Linked DNA regions of Canis lupus: region 1 is linked to region 2. Evidence: chromatin contacts called from public Hi-C data. All regions are on one chromosome and are shown on one strand. Each heading gives the region's core, a stretch centred on a gene start, on an enhancer-like site or on the middle of the called end of the contact. The rest is flanking DNA. Distances are from core to core; before and after follow the strand shown. Region 1 holds the start of CRYL1 (lambda-crystallin homolog). Region 2 holds the start of IL17D (interleukin-17D).

Evidence for each region. A called contact is a pair of places that touch in the nucleus more often than the background predicts.
Region 1: a contact with region 2 is called in a Hi-C map of skin fibroblasts, with 2.0 times the contacts expected there. The contact joins the promoter of CRYL1 here to the promoter of IL17D in region 2. A contact is called at or near these places in 2 of 9 Hi-C or Micro-C datasets (amygdala and skin fibroblasts).

The regions. Positions count from the first base shown.
Region 1 is chr25:17,660,168-17,667,852 of UU_Cfam_GSD_1.0, forward strand. CRYL1 (lambda-crystallin homolog) reads left to right here and starts at 5,101. Exons shown (of 8, transcript XM_038573515.1): 1 at 5,101-5,119.
Region 2 is chr25:17,481,459-17,489,210 of UU_Cfam_GSD_1.0, forward strand. IL17D (interleukin-17D) reads right to left here and starts at 3,631. Exons shown (of 3, transcript XM_038574495.1): 1 at 3,617-3,631; 2 at 2,984-3,279. The coding sequence starts at 3,631.

The DNA of each region.
Region 1 (7,685 bases), core at 3,851-6,350, 180 kb after region 2:
CTAGGACATTCATGTGAAAACCTCTCTCTAAATGCATATGGATTTCAGACTACCTGGATTCCATTAGAATCAATTTATAATCACCAGCTTTTAACATTTAGAGAACTCCAAAGTCTAGTTTGGAAACAAGAAACCACATTAGATATTGCAATGGAGAATTAGTTCAATAGTTCTTAGAGGACTGAAAAGCAAGTTAATTTAAATTCCCCTGATGATTAATGATGTTTAGCATCTTTTCATTGCTTATTAACTTTATATATGTCTTCTTTGTTGAACTGTCTCTTCAAATCTTTTGCCCACTTTTTAATTGGGTTGTTTATATTTATTTATTTATTCATTTATTTATTTCATTTAAAGTGAAATACAAACTCTTCATGACAAGTTCCCAGATGAGTTGGTCCCTGCCTGGATCTCTGATACTATTTTTACCTCTTTGCCCACTGTGCTATGGTTATGTTGGCCTTCTGTTTATTTCTCACACCTGGCAAGCTCACTGCTGATCTTTATGTTACCAAATATTTCTTATCAATTAGTCTGCAGCTAAACAATCATATTCTCAGAGAAGACTTCTATTCAAATTAAAACAGCACCTCTACTACAGCCTCCTACTGGGTAGTCACTATCCTTTTACCTCTTTCTAGTTACTCAACAGAGACTACCAAGTTCTGAAATTATCTGATCCATTTGCTTATTTCTTGCTGACTTTCAAATATACAGTCCATGAGAGCAGCATATTGTTGGTCTAATCCTTCTCACCTGGCAAAGTGACTGGCATAGGGTGGGACTACAACACAAGTATTGATTGGCTTAAGAATGAAGTCAAACTTTCACTATTTGCAGACAACATCATGCTCTATGTAGAAAGCCCAAAAGACTCTACCAAAAAAGAAAATTGCTAAAACTAATATATGAAGTCAGCAAAGTTGCACAATATAAAAATCAATATACAGAAATCTGTTGTATTTCTATACACCAATAACAAAACAGCAGAAAAAGAAATCAAGGAATTGATCCCATTTGCAATTGCACCAAAAACAGTAAGATGTCTAGGAATAAACCTCACCAAAGTGGTGAAAGACCTGTACTCTGGGTCCAAGTCCCTGCTCCACTGGGTATACTTGGACCCAGGCTCGAGCTTGTAAATAACCCTCGTGTGATTGCAAAAAAAAAAAAAAAAAAAAAAAAAAAAAAAGACTTGTACTCTGAAAACTATCAAATGCTGATGAAAGAAACTGAAGAGGATACAAAGAAATGCAAAGATATTCCATACTCATAAATTGGAAGAACGAATATCATTAAAATGTCTATACTACCCAAAGCAATGTACACATTTAATATAATCCCTATCAAAATATCAACAACATTTTTTACAGAACGAGAACAAATAATCCCCAAAATTGTATGGAAACACAAAAGAATTTGAATAGCCAAAGCAATCCTGCAAAAAAGAAAAACAAAACTGGAGGCATCATGATTCTGGATTTCAAGCTGTATTACAAAGCTGTGGTCATCAAGACAGTATGTTACCAGCTTGAAAACAGACACATAGATCAGTGGAGCAGAATAGAAAGCCCAGAAATGGACCCACAACTCTATGGTCAAAGCAGGAAAGAATATCCAATGGGAAGAAAGACTGTCTCTTCAACAAATGGTGTTGGGAAAACTGGACAGCAACATGCAGAAGAAAGAAACTGGACCATTTTCTTACACTATACACAAAGATAAATTCAAAATGGATGAAAGACCTAAATGTGAGACAGGAGACCATCAAAATTCTAGAGAAGAACACAGGCAGTCACGTCTTTGACCTTGGCTATAGCAAAGGTCAAATGTCTCCCAAAGCAAGGGAAACAAAAGCAAAAATGAACTATTGGGACTTCATCAAGATAAAAAACTTCTGCACAGTGGAGGAAACAAGACATCCAGATGGCTAACAGACACATGAAAAGATGCTCAACATTACTCATCATCAGGGAAATACAGATCAAAACTATAATGAGACACCATCACACACCTGTCAGAATGGCTAAAATTAACAGCACAGGAAAAAACAGATGTTGGGGAGGATGTGGAGAAAGAGGAACCCTCTTACACTATTGGTGGGAATGCACATGGTGCAGCCACTCTAAACAGTAGAGAGATTCCTCAAAAAGTTAAAAATAGAACTACCCTACAATTCAGCTGTTGTACTACTAGGTATTTACCCAAAGGATACAAAAATGCAGATTTTTGTAGGGATATGTGCACCCCAATGTTTACAGCAGCATTCTCAACAGTAGCCAAACTATGGAGAGAGACCAAATGTCCCTTGACTGATGAATGGATAAAGAAGATGTGATACATACATACAATGGAATATTTCTCAGCCATCAGAAAGAATGAAATCTTGCCATCTGCAGTGACGTTGATGGAGTTAGAGTGTATTATGCTTAATGAAACAAGTCAGTCAGAGAAAGACAAATACCATATGATTTCACTCATATGTGGAATTTAAGAAACAAAACAAAACAGAGCAAATGGGAGTGGGGGAAAGAAAAGAGAGAGAGAGTGGAAAACAAACCATAAGAGACTCTTAACTCTAGGGAACATAGAGACTCTAAAACTCTGTGTGTTGATGGAGGGAGGAAGATGGAGGATGGGCTAGAGGGATGATGACTATTAAGGAGGGCACTAGTGATGAGCACAGGGTGTTACATGTGAGTGATGAATCACTGAATTCTACTCCTGAAACCAATATTGCACTGTATGTTAACTAGAATTTAAATAAAAATTTGAAAAAAAAATCTCTTGGTCATTTAAAAAATTGTGATAACTTACACAACATAAAACTGTCACTGTTGGGATCCCTGGGTGGCTCGGTGGTTTGGCGCCTGCCTTTGGCCCAGGGCGCGATCCTGGAGTCCCAGGATCGAGTCCTGTGTCGGGCTCCTGGCATGGAGCCTGCTTCTCCCTTTGCCTGTGTCTCTGCCTCTCTCTTTATGTCTAATAAATAAAAAATCTAATTCTTAAAAAAAAAAAACTGTCACTGTTTTAGAAAATTAAATTTAAAAACTTTAAAAAATTGTTGAGCTTGAGATCTCTTTATATATTTTGTAAACAAGGACTGCAATAGATACCTAATTTGAAAATATTCCCCCCAGCTTGTGGCTTTTCATTTTCTTGATACTGTCTTGAAGTAGTACTATAAATTTTTAATTTTGATGAAGTCTGATTTACCAACTTTTTCTTTGCCTGTTAAACTTTTTGTGGCATATCTAAGAAATGTCTGCCTAACTCAAGGTCACAAAGTTTTATCCTATGTTTTCTTTAAGAAATTATGTGGTTTTAGGTTTTACATGGATGCATTGGATGTTAGTGTTTTATGGTTATATATGGTATGGGGCTATTATTATCATTACTTATGCATACCCAATTGTTCCAGTACCATAAGTTGAAAAGACTCTCCTTTGCCATTGAATTCCCTTTATACATTTGTTGAAAATCAGTAGATTATGTATATCTATGGACTCAGGAATCACAATTCAAGACTCCCTCTTGTCTGATATCTGAGGCCATTTTTTCCTCTATTTTTCTATTTTGGTGGTGGCAGTGGGGTGAGTGGGTGGGTGGAGGGTGGGTCTTCTGTTTAAGGCAGGAGCTGAAGTCTGGCTTCTGTTACTCCATCTTGGCCAGAAGCAGAAGCTCTCTGTACCATAATCTTTAAAACTATTTCTTATCGATAGATATTCATCATGTTTTCAATGTTTATTTTAACATTATATTAAGATTCTATATGATGTTTTAACATTTTTCTCTTCTATTTTATAAACCATTTTGTCTAACTTCATGTCCACTTATATTTCTATAAAACAGATCTCTAGGACTGGAATTGCAAAGCCAAAGTGCATACTTTAAAAATTTTGATATGTCAAGAACTGTGAGGGGTCTGAGATTTTTATCTTATTACAAAGTAATGAGTTAGCTTGCCACAGTTTTGTGGAAGCTGACAGAAGACAGGATATTCCTGGATTAAAGATAAAAGACCCTGCTACTCACAGCAAAAGCAATAGCCAGCGTGTCAGCATATTTGCACCAGTTTTTGGAGCCCCAATTTCCACAGGGTTACATGGAGGGCCAGATGACCCCAGCATTTGCAAGGGGCCAACGGACCAGTAAGTGTTCAGCATAGAGCTGACACTGTTGTGAGCAGCAAACAAATCAGTCCCCTTTCACTCCAGGAGTGAGCAGTTACAGGGTACTCTGCAGGAGCCTTGATCTATTTAGCTGCCTGCGTGCATAGCTACAGAAGGTACTTAGCTTCAGGAGATGGATAAACCTTGCAGTCTGCTATATTCAGCAAGAAAGTGCAGGAACCTAGGGGCTCATGGCTGACTGCTCTCCCAAAAGCATTTTTCTCCTTTATAAGCCTGCCTTCAATTGTATATTAAAGGGTTGTCTGTCTGAAACATTTCGTTACCAACATGAATATTTTATCAATCTTTGTCATTTTAGCAAATTTGATGGGTGAAAGATGAGTTTCACCATCTGTTTTGTTACTTTTCATTTATCTTAAGTGAGTTGAGCACCTTGTTTCAGATGTTTATTGAAACTTTGTGAAATTGTTCTTTAAAGCCTACCCTCCCTCTGACATTATCTTTTAATGTTCTGACCGGGGAAAACAAATAAAGGAAGAGCTCCATTTGTCATCTGAGTGGGTCAGTTTTGCTCATGTTTGTGGCCTGAGTCCTCTCTGATCATCGTGACTTGGATGACTGTGGAAATTCCCTTCAGCTTGTGCTGTATGAACACAAACTGTCCTGAGATGTATGATGCTCTCTCCTCTTGGTCTGTTTGTTCCTGTCTCTGGAAAGAGCCCCGGGTCAGGACTTCTTTTTTGTCCTACAGAAACGCCACTCTGCCTCTGAGGGAGGAAGCACAGTTCAGAGAACCCCTGTCCTCACGGTCCCCTCAGCACAGTGCAGTGGGATCAGATCCGTCTTCCAGTTTCACTGGAGTTCCAGTTTCCCAGAGTTCCTGGGTCTCATTTCTCATCTGCGGAGAAAGGCAGCGAGGATCTTTCTAGAAACGAATTATGAGTGCAAACTCAGCAAAACCACCCTCAGTAGAAAGGCCAGAACTGGTATGTATTAAACTGGTGTGTATTTCGGAGAGGAACTTCTACTGCCAGTTTCCTTGGGGTCAGCTAGAGGCCAGGCCTCGTGCCAGCCTGGCGGTATCCCCGCTACGTACGCAGGTTGTAGGGTGCACGGTTGGAAACTAAATCGTGAACAAATGAATTGCGGGAGTCCGAAGGCTCAAGTTTTCGCGCTTCCTACCCCCTTCCCCGCCCCCCCCGCGGGTGCCCCCGCCGCGCCCCCGCTCGGGTCGGCGCCTGGGTCTCCGCTGCAGGCCCCGCCCGCCGAGCACCCAATGGGGACGGAGCAGCGGCCCGCCCCCGGCCCCCGGGGCCTATCAGGGTCCGCGCGCCCGCCCCCGGCTCAGGGGACCAGCCAATGGGCGCGGAGGACGCCCCTCCCGGCGCGGGGACCCGGCGCTACGCGCGGCGCGCGAGAGCCGGTGGGCCTCAGTCCTCTGCACTGGCGGTGGGGTCCCGGGCCGGGCAGGTGTGCGGCCATGGCGTCCTCGGAGCCCGGCGACGTGCTGATCCTCGGCAGGTAAACGCCCCGGCCCGCCGACCGTGTGCTCTTGCCCTGGCTCTGGGGAGACCCGGGGGGCGCGGGAGCGAGGGGCCCAGGTGGCGGTCACCCCGACCAGCGGTGCGGACGCGTGCTGGAGCGCCAGCCGCCCACCCTCCAGGACCCTGTGCGCCCTTGCGGCCCTCCCTGAGCTGGCCAGGCCTGCGGGAGCGCCCGGGGGCGGCGTGGCTTTTCAGGATGAAGCACACTGTCGAGTGCTGTTCTGTTTCACTCGGCGCTGACTTACCCGCCAAGCTGACAGCTCAGGCTGCGGTGGGAACGGTTTGTGCGATTAGTTCAGTGATGCCAGGCCTACCAGCAAACACAAATAGACGTGCCAGGAAGTCGGACAGAGATTCTGCAGAAGTGTGTGTGTGTGTGTTTAAGGTTTTATTCATTTATTAATGAGAGACGCACACACAGAGAGAGGCAGAGAGACAGGCAGAGGGAGAAGCAGGCTTCCTGCCGGGAGCCCGATGCAGGACTCAATCCCGGGACCCCCGGATCATGCACAGAGCCCAAGGCAGACGCTCAACCACTGAGCCACCCAGGGGCCCTACAGAACTGTATTCCTAGCTATTCCCACTTTATGGATGTGAAAACAGATGAAGCAGTTTGCTGCTGGTCGCAGGCAGTACGTGGCCGAGATGGGACTATCCCAGCAAAGAGGGCCTGTTGAACACCCGTGCACAGGGCTGCCTGCAGGGCGTGAGGATGTGTGTGTTCTTGTCCCCAGGGGTGTCCTCTGGGTGGCAACAGGTGCTTGGCGGACACATGCGGCAATCCTAATTCATTCGTGATCCGTGGGGAAAGGCACATTTCCTTTTTTTTTTTTTATTTTAAGATTTTATTTATTCATGAGAGACACGCAGAGAGAGGTGCAGAGACACAGGCAAAAGGAGAAGCAGGCTCCATGCCCGGAGCCGATGTGGGACTTGATCCCAGGTCTCCAGGATCGCGCCCCCTGGGCTGAAGGCGGCGCTAAACCGCTGAGCCACACAGGCTGCCCAGAAAGGGACGTTTCCAAAGAGGAACGCTGGAGCTCAGAGTTTGCTAGGCTGTGTCAGTTTAACAGCCTAAATGCCATCCAAATTTTTCTGATTGGTGCCCCCATTCGGTCTTTTAAAACTTCTGCTGTTTTCGTAAAAAAAGTATTTATGCATACCTTTATTGACAGGCTGTGATAGCAATCTGTAGACATGTTAATCCTTGCTATATATAGTTGGAAGCACCTTTTTGGGGGTAGTTTTGTGTCTGTTTATGCCACTGAGGTGTTGGCCTACCTGACCTGCCACCCAGCGACAATTCCAGTGTCAGGGTTTTCCGTTTAGAACCTATTGAAAGAAGGAATCAGGATGTTTTTTGTCAGCTTCCTCTGATCAGACCGTGGAATTACCTGAACCTTTGACCTTTGCAGGCGTGTGGGTGTGTGTGGCTGCCTGGTGAAGGAATATAAAAATATTTTTTAAAAGTGTACTTGGTATTGGGTACAGTGACTGTGCTCGATTTGTATTTTACTTGTCCAGGATCAAGGGCTGGAGTTTTGTGTCTCTCACACCATGTGTTGGGGTGTTACTCTGTTTTCACCTAATACATGTTAAGTTTGGAATTGACTATCCCTGTCTGGCTCTGGTTCTTTCATGAAGTACAGTCTTTCCAGAAGGAGATAGGATTGATGAGTCAGTTTATTTGATTCCCCAGAGGAAGGTTCATAAGGAAGTAGATGAGGGTTGGCAAACTTTAATGACCACAGGAACTGGCACAGGATAGAGATCTCTTCCTGTCTATCCTATACCCTCAGCACCTCAAGAGAACACCCATCTCTGCTTTCCTTCCCTTCCTTCTGCTCCCTTTCCTCTCTGTTCCCTCTCTCACCTCGCTCCCCTACTCACTTTTCCTTTCCCTTCCTCCCCGCTCTTCAGCCCTCTTCTCTCTCTCCCCCCGCTTCTGGCCCCATGGGTGATTCCATGGAACATCCATTTACAAAATGAGGCTGGGAAGTGTAAATTA
Region 2 (7,752 bases), core at 2,381-4,880:
CAGTCTTGTTTTCTTATGGCTTTGGGGGTCTGCAAGCTACTAAATAGGCCTCTCCACTCTGAGACTGTAAATATAATTGACTGTATTTCTTATGTGTTTGTGGTTTTATTTTTACATTTAAATCTGCATCATTTGGAATTTATTTGTATGTTTTTCCAGCTGGTTTCTCAGTTGTCCCAACACTATTTATTGAATGACCCATCTCTCCCTTAAAAGTATGAAAAGCCACTTTATAATCCAAATTTCTATTTGAATCCTGTCCTATCCTTTCTGTGCCATGCAGTATTTCTGACTGGCAGTCTGTTTCCCCATCCGTTTTCCTTAGGAGTTCTCAGTTTTTAGCCTTACATACTACTTCTGATTCCACACTGACAGTTGCACAGGTGAGCATACTCTCCCCTCCCCAGGCTGCACGGGTCCCACAGTGGCACCACTAAGAAACCAACCCTGTCCTTCTAGACACCTCTTGTAGAAGAGGTTTTGAGCTTCTACCTGCAATGCTTTTTCCAGTCTTCCAATTACTCAGGAGGTAGTAAGAAGTGACCAGAAGCCAGGTGAGCAGAGAGGCGGTCTCCTGGTGGGAGAAGGCAGGGCCAGCTCTGGCACCCAGCAATCTGGAGTCCTGACCTAGTGCCCATCCCTAGAAGACCATCCTTTCTTCAGAGAGTGTAAGCCTCCATTGGCTCACTGGGGGAGCAACTGCATCAGTGTTGTTAAATAATAAGAAAGGTAATGCAGATGATACCATCCGCCACCCGATTCAGATGTAGCTCAGGTCCCAGGCCCCACAAAGGCTCCATGAGCAGACTTGGGCAGCCCAGGCAGGACCGCTATCTGTTATGTGTTGTTCTTGCCCATGACCTCTCTTAGCCATTCCCTCTTCCCTGCTGCCCTTGGATCGTTCCTAGGAGACACAGGTAAGGTAGTAGGGGGAACCCAACTCAACTCACTACGCAGCATCCTAGGGCTGACAACTCCTGCCTGGTACTTCAGCCCCAGTCGTTCTTCTGAGACCACACTTCCAGGCCAAGTTGATAATTTATACCTGTGCTCCTCTTAGGCACATAAAACTCCTTGAATTTACTTCCCTCCAAAAAACTCACTCCTCATTCAGTTTCTCCATTTTGCTTAAATACTGTCAACAATCCAAGCCAGAAACATGGGAGATGCCCAACTGGAGGTCTTGAAAAATCACTTCTGTGTGTTCTTCTGCTTTCAGCCCACAGCCTAGTCTGGGAGGCATCCATTTGCCAGGAGAGCTTAGAATTCATTAAATAAAGATGTAGACATTGCAGCTTCTGTCTGGAGAAGCCAAGCCGCTATTTTGAGAGATATTCCAAGTTTCTTTAATGCTATTTAGCGTATCAAAGGTATAACATGAGGTTGGAGGAAGAAGGATAATATAAAATCCCACCCTTTTGGACTCTGGGAATGATAGGAAGAGGGAAAGCCAGAGAATGAAGCCACCAGAATGAACGGTTCAACATGTGGGTCCTGAGGGCATCAGATGAATGAAGAGAAAATGAAAGCAGGAGGGTGCTCTGGGCCTGACTTCCAGGGTGGGAGGGAGCTCAGCCACAAGTGAACTTGGTCCTCTGCAGAGCAGCCAGGCGCAGGGAGACCCCCACCCAGCAGGTGGAGGCTTGGATAAGCCCAGATTGGTTTTTGACAAAATCATTACATTTTCTCTGCACCTCTTCATAGCAGCGTGGACTGAAGCCTTAAGCCGTTACTCATTTTATGCCCTCCCCTCCCTCACTCCCACATATAAACATCATCCACTAAATCCTGTCACTTTAACTTCTTTAAGTAATATCTTTCAAACTGATCCTAGTCTCACTTTTTCCACTTCCACTGCCTGAGTGCAGACCCTAATTGCTTTTTGCGGGAAGAATGACTGCATGCACTGCATGTCCTGTATCTCCTCTCGGATCTGTCCCTCAACACAAAGTGGTCACATGATTTTCTTTATCAAAAAACGTCCTGCAGGATACACTTCAAATCTGTGGCATTGCTTTTAAGGCCAAATCTAGTTTCTGGTCCCCTCTGTAGGCTCCTCTCTTGCCACCCCCAGCCACACAGAAACACACCAGCGCTTGTGATTCTTTGGTCTCCTCCCCCTTGTCATATGCCACCCCTTCCCTCTGAACCACCCTTGTCCTGTTCTTTCACTGAGGGCTTTTCCACATCTTTGGCAGCAAGGGCTCCCTCCTTGTACAGCTAACTGTGAGCCCCTTGAGGGTGATGACACCCTGCAGTAACAGCAGGGAAGGGGACAGTCTCCAGCCACACTCTTCCCTACCCAAGCCCCAGAACACCCCAGACTACCTGCTTTGCATGTTGTTCCTTTCTTCTGAGATGACCTCGTCTCCAGGCCCATCTCAGAATTATGGCCATTCTCCAAAATACATCTCAGATGCCATTTTGATCCCTCTCACCGCTTTACACTATCAACACACTAAAGTTTTCGTGTCAAATCGTGTTCTGCCTTGATAACTGGGTTTCCTTCTCAATTATCTCCACGCGTCCCTTAAACGATAAGCTCAGAGGATGGGCTTCGGAGGGTTTAACTCTCAGCAGTGTCTGGACCACCACCCAGGCACTCAAGACATGTCCGCGGGCTGCCACATGAGCGCCTCGCAGGCCTCCTGTACGAAGTCCTGTAAAACTTACTGAAGGCCCACTCACTCGTCTTGGTCCCTCGTGGAACCCACTGGATCGTAACCCTGGCAAGGAACAGGCACCAAGAAACATCTGCTCCAGTGGAACAGTGAAAGGGTAATAACGGGAGGCAGGTTTCCTTCAAGGGAGGCGAGGAGACGTTTGTCTCCGCGCTTGCTCCGCCCTCCCCACCTGTCCCCCGCCGCTCCACCTGTCCGGCTCCGGGCTCCTCCCCGGCCCCGCCCCCGCCCCGCCCGCGCGGCCCTGCGCCCCGCCCCGCCCCGCCGCGCCCCGCCGCGCCCCGCCCCGCCCCGCCGCTCACCTGTAGGCCCAGGGCGACACGCTGCGCAGGTTGGTGGGCGGCCGGAAGCGCCGGTCGCCGGGCCTGCCCCCTGCCGGGCAGCTCGCGTTGCGCGCCTGCTCGCGCGGCCCCAGCTGCAGCGTGTGGTGGAAGGCGCCCAGCACGCCCGCCGCCAGCCGCCCGTACAGCTGCTCCAGGAGCTCCTCGGGCCGGTCGGCGCAGCCCCGCGGCCGCGCAGGCCGTCTGCTGGCCCTCGGGGCGCCCGCGGCCCGGCCCAGCGCCAGCGCGAGCAGGACGCCGAGCACCAGCATCCAGACCTGCGAGACAGGCCGCGCTCAGCGTCCGCGCGGCGGAGGAGCCCGCGCCCCCCGCCCCCGCCCCCCGCGCGCCGCGGGACCGTGAGGCCGTGAGGCCGGCCCGGAGGATGGGCGCGGACCAGACGGGCCCCCGAGCGCCGCCGCCGCCCGCCCGCCGCCCGCGGGGGCCCCGGGACCCCGCCCTGCGCCGGCCCGCGCGCCCCGGGCCGCCGCCGCCGCCGCCGCCCCGAGCCGGGGGCCGCGCGGGGGGCGGCTGCGGGGTGCGCGTGTGCGTGTGCCTGCCGGGCTGCTGCGCGCTGGGCTGCGAGTGCCTGTGACGGCCGTCCGCGCCGCTTACCCCCGCGCGCGCCATCCCCGCCGCCGCCTCGCCGCGCCGCGCCGCGCCGCCCCGGCCGGTCCGCGCCCGCAGACTCACGCCCCCACGCCCGCGTCATCCGCCCGCCCCCCCGCGGGGCTGCGCGGCCCAGGAGGGGCGGCGCGGGGTCTCGGCGCGCACGGCCCCGGGTGCCGGCCGGCCCCGCGGCGCGCGGCTCCCTCGGCGCTGCCCGCCCCGCGTCGTCGCCGGGACTGGAGCGCGGCGGCCCCGGCACGGAGAGCGCCCGGCCGTGAGCCCGGCCTCCCCCCGGGGCAGGGCACGGCCGCGGCACCTGAGCGGGGCGGACGTGGCGGCTGCCGAGGCCCGGACTGTGTGTGCGCGGCGGGCCTGGGGCCCGAGGGGCGCGAGGAGGACCCCGAGGACCCCGAGGACCCCGAGGACCCGCCCGGCCCCAGGAGGCCTGCGAGGAGCTGGCCTGCAGATCTCCGGAGCTCCAAAGCGGGGCCACCCTTGTGGAGTCGGGGGACGCAGATTTTGGCTCAGGGCAAAAAGCTGCTTCTAGTAATCAGAGCTCTCCAAGGATAGAACAGGCCTTCTGGAAAAACCTAGAAGGATTCTGTTCCTTAGGACGACTTCCTCTTCTGAGACTATAGTTCAAAGAAATACATTTATTAGATACTAACAACTTTCTTTTTAATAGGGCGAGGGGAGGCTGCATCTCCTTTCCCCTACACTCTCATGAAATGAACCTTCTGTGCCTCTTCCAGCAGCTCTCACGTCAAAGTACTGAATCCCCCTACTCGTACTGTTCCGTCTGTGAGTGGGCATCAGTTGGGCTGTTACAGTGTTGGAGCGGTCCTGCTCCGTGGGATCTGTAAGTGCAAGCAGTCTTGTAAAATAAGCCTATTCTTCTGTGGATAAATTGAAATATATTTAAATGAAGGAACTGTGTTGTACTTCAAAATCACAAGATAACTTGTTCATTTGTTCATTCTACAAATTAATGCTTTTTAGGTGGCAGGCTAATGAATATGGCCATTTAACAGCAGTCTTCGAAAATGAAAACAAGAGACTGATACCAGCTGAAAGTGTAGAAAATAGGTGATTTATGCCTCCCTGAATGGTTTGAAGCTTTGGTATTTGACTATTTTGTCAAGGTTTCTGTCTACTTGATTAAACTACATTTTAGTTGTGCTGTGTAGAAAAACATCACTTTTTACATGCCTTGAACATTATGTAACAAGAGTTTCAGAATTAACTGCTAAAAATCCCACTGAGATCTTCAATTTAAGCAATTTACAGCTCTTGGTGAGTAAACATTTGTCTTGAGGTTATAAAACACCTTTTTCCTGACTAGTGGATAAATTGTTCATGTTCTCTGTTTCTGGTAAAATGGGAATAAAGATCAGTACTCAAATACTGTTTATTTTGTATTTGATAAAAAGTGTGGGAGTCCTCTAGAAGAAGGAGACTATCATCACAATTGTTTTCCTAGGAATATTCACCATGGCTCATTACAACAACATCCTTTCATGTGTAAGGTGACACACCTTAATTGTGCCGGACTGTTAATTATCTGTATTTCAACAAAATACCGTATATTGACTGATAACATGGCAATTTCTCTCTTCTTCCTTGATTATCTTGGAAATAGAAAATAAAATATTCACTTCCCAACAATTTCACCCGAAAAGGCTCACCTATTTTGATGAAACATAAATTTTATCTTTGTGAGACTAGAGTTGAGAAAATTTCTTATAAACGGGCAAAATGTTTCATCAGTTACCCTCCAGTCTGAATGTACATGAGAAATAAACATGTTAATTATTAAATCCAAATTTAAGAAAAGTCAGAAAAAGGCAACCAAGTTCTTCATGTTCCCTTAGAAATTAATTCCTCTCTGGTGCTCTTTACAGAAGATGTCACCATCCTTCTAGTCACAAAATCTTGATCTCAAGTCATCTTCCATTCCTCCTCCTCACTGCTTCTCTTACTCAACTACTCCAGTACCAGGCACAACATATAACAGACCATGCTGTCAGGAAAGATCCTTTCGGCACCGTAATTCCAAAAGCCAGTATGAGGTTGGCCACTTCCATAGTCAGCTTCTTGGGTTGCTGATGTACCTATCTATCCAAGCTTCCTTCCCTCCTTTAAAGGACTGTCACATTTTCCCTGCCAGTAGTTCTCTTTATTGCTGTCATCTTCTTGGGTAGCACCTGGATCTACCACTACTGCTCATCATGCTTGGCACCCCTAACATCCACACAGATGATTTATTCAATACCCTGGCTTCTAAATGACTAACTTCCAATCATCTTTTCTCCCATTGTATCTCAGCTATCAAATCATATGATTATGCTCATTATCATTACCAAGAACTGCACCATATGCAAACATAATTTCAAATACCTACTCTCTGATACAGGCACTTTGTCTTTTCATCCACTCCTGTAATTCTCTGATCGCATTAGGTCTTCTAAACCTACCACTTTCCTACTAAGGTCTTCTAAACCTACCACTTTCCTACTAAGCATCCCATTCTTGAGTCCTTATTTCCTCCTTTGTCTAGTTTAGAGTTCATAATTCAGCACTATTACCACATCCTTGCAAACACTCTTAATCTCTTGTTCTCTTTTTCCTCTTAATATCTGCCCATGATAATCCCAACTTCATTAAAATCCTACAACTTGTTGACTAGACTCCATTCTAATTTCTGACCACAAATCTAAGATTAGCGTTCAACACAGTCTTATTCCCTTTTACCAAGATGACTAATTTACATTTCCTCTCTCTCAAATCTCTGCTACTCATTTCCCTCTTCATCAAATGTTCCATACCCACAGATGAGAGCTAGTTTTTTTTTTTCTACCACTGAATATACTAACCTGTTTGCATTCACTTTCACATATCCTGCCTTCTTTCCTGATATATTTGATAAGCCCTTGACTCCAGTTGCCATTCTATCAATCGTTGAATTTCTTCCTTTTGTAATAAAGTGTTCTGAGCTGTCTCCATTCTCTGGCTCTGAAACCTCACTTCCTATTTTCTGCTCAACCCACTCCAGTTGGGTATTTATCCCCAATACTTCATTGCGATAACTTTTAACAAGATTGAAATGATACAATTATTGCCAAAGTTAATTGTGTTTAACTATTAAATTCTTTTTTTTTTTTTAAGATTTTATTTATTTATTCATGATAGAGAGAGAGAGAGGCAGAGACACAGGCAGAGGGAGAAGCAGGCTCCATGCACCGGGAGCCCAATGCGGGACTCGATCCCGGGACTCCAGGATCGCGCCCTGAGCCAAAGGCAGGCGCCAAACCGCTGCGCCACCCAGGGATCCCTAAATTCTTTTGCTAACATATTTGACCACTCCCTTAGTCCTTACTCCTTTTGATTAATGTTTGTATAGTGTATTTTTTCCCATCTTTTCATTTTCAACCTATCTATGACTTTATATTTAAAATGTGTCTTGGGATCCCAGTCTGCTACTATCTGAACAATATAGTAACCTTAGAACAATTTAATACTCCTTCCCAACCCTTACTATTGTCATGTAATTTCTATATATGTTAAAACCCCACAAATCATTACTATTGTTGTTTTAAGTAGTCACTATTCTTTTATATATCCTGGTACCTCTTGGGTGCTTTTCACCCTTTCTGTCTTTCATGCTTTTGGGGATAATTTTCCTTTAGCCTGTAGAAATACTTGTAGTATTTTCTATAGAGCTAGCCTATGGTAATTCATTTCCTCAAATTTTGTTTGAGAAGTCTTTAACTTTAAAGTATGAAAGATATATTCAGTGGGATAGAAATCTAGGTTGGCAGGGTTTTTTTCTTTCAGCACTTTTAAAGATACCATTTTATTGTCTACTGGTTCCATAATTTCTATGGAAACGTAAGTCTTATGTCGTATTATTGTTCCTCTGAAAGTAGTGTGTTCTTTTTATTCTATTTTAAAGCAGTTCTTTGTCTTTGGTTTTCAGCATTTGAGCATATCTCTAGGGTGCAGTGTTCTTTGAATCTACTCTCATTGTGTTCACGGAGCTTCCTGCATCTGTGGGTTGATGCCTTTCATCAATTTGGGATAATTTTAGACACTGTCTCTTCAAATGTTACTTTTAATCCATTTTCTTTCCTTTCTGAGATTCC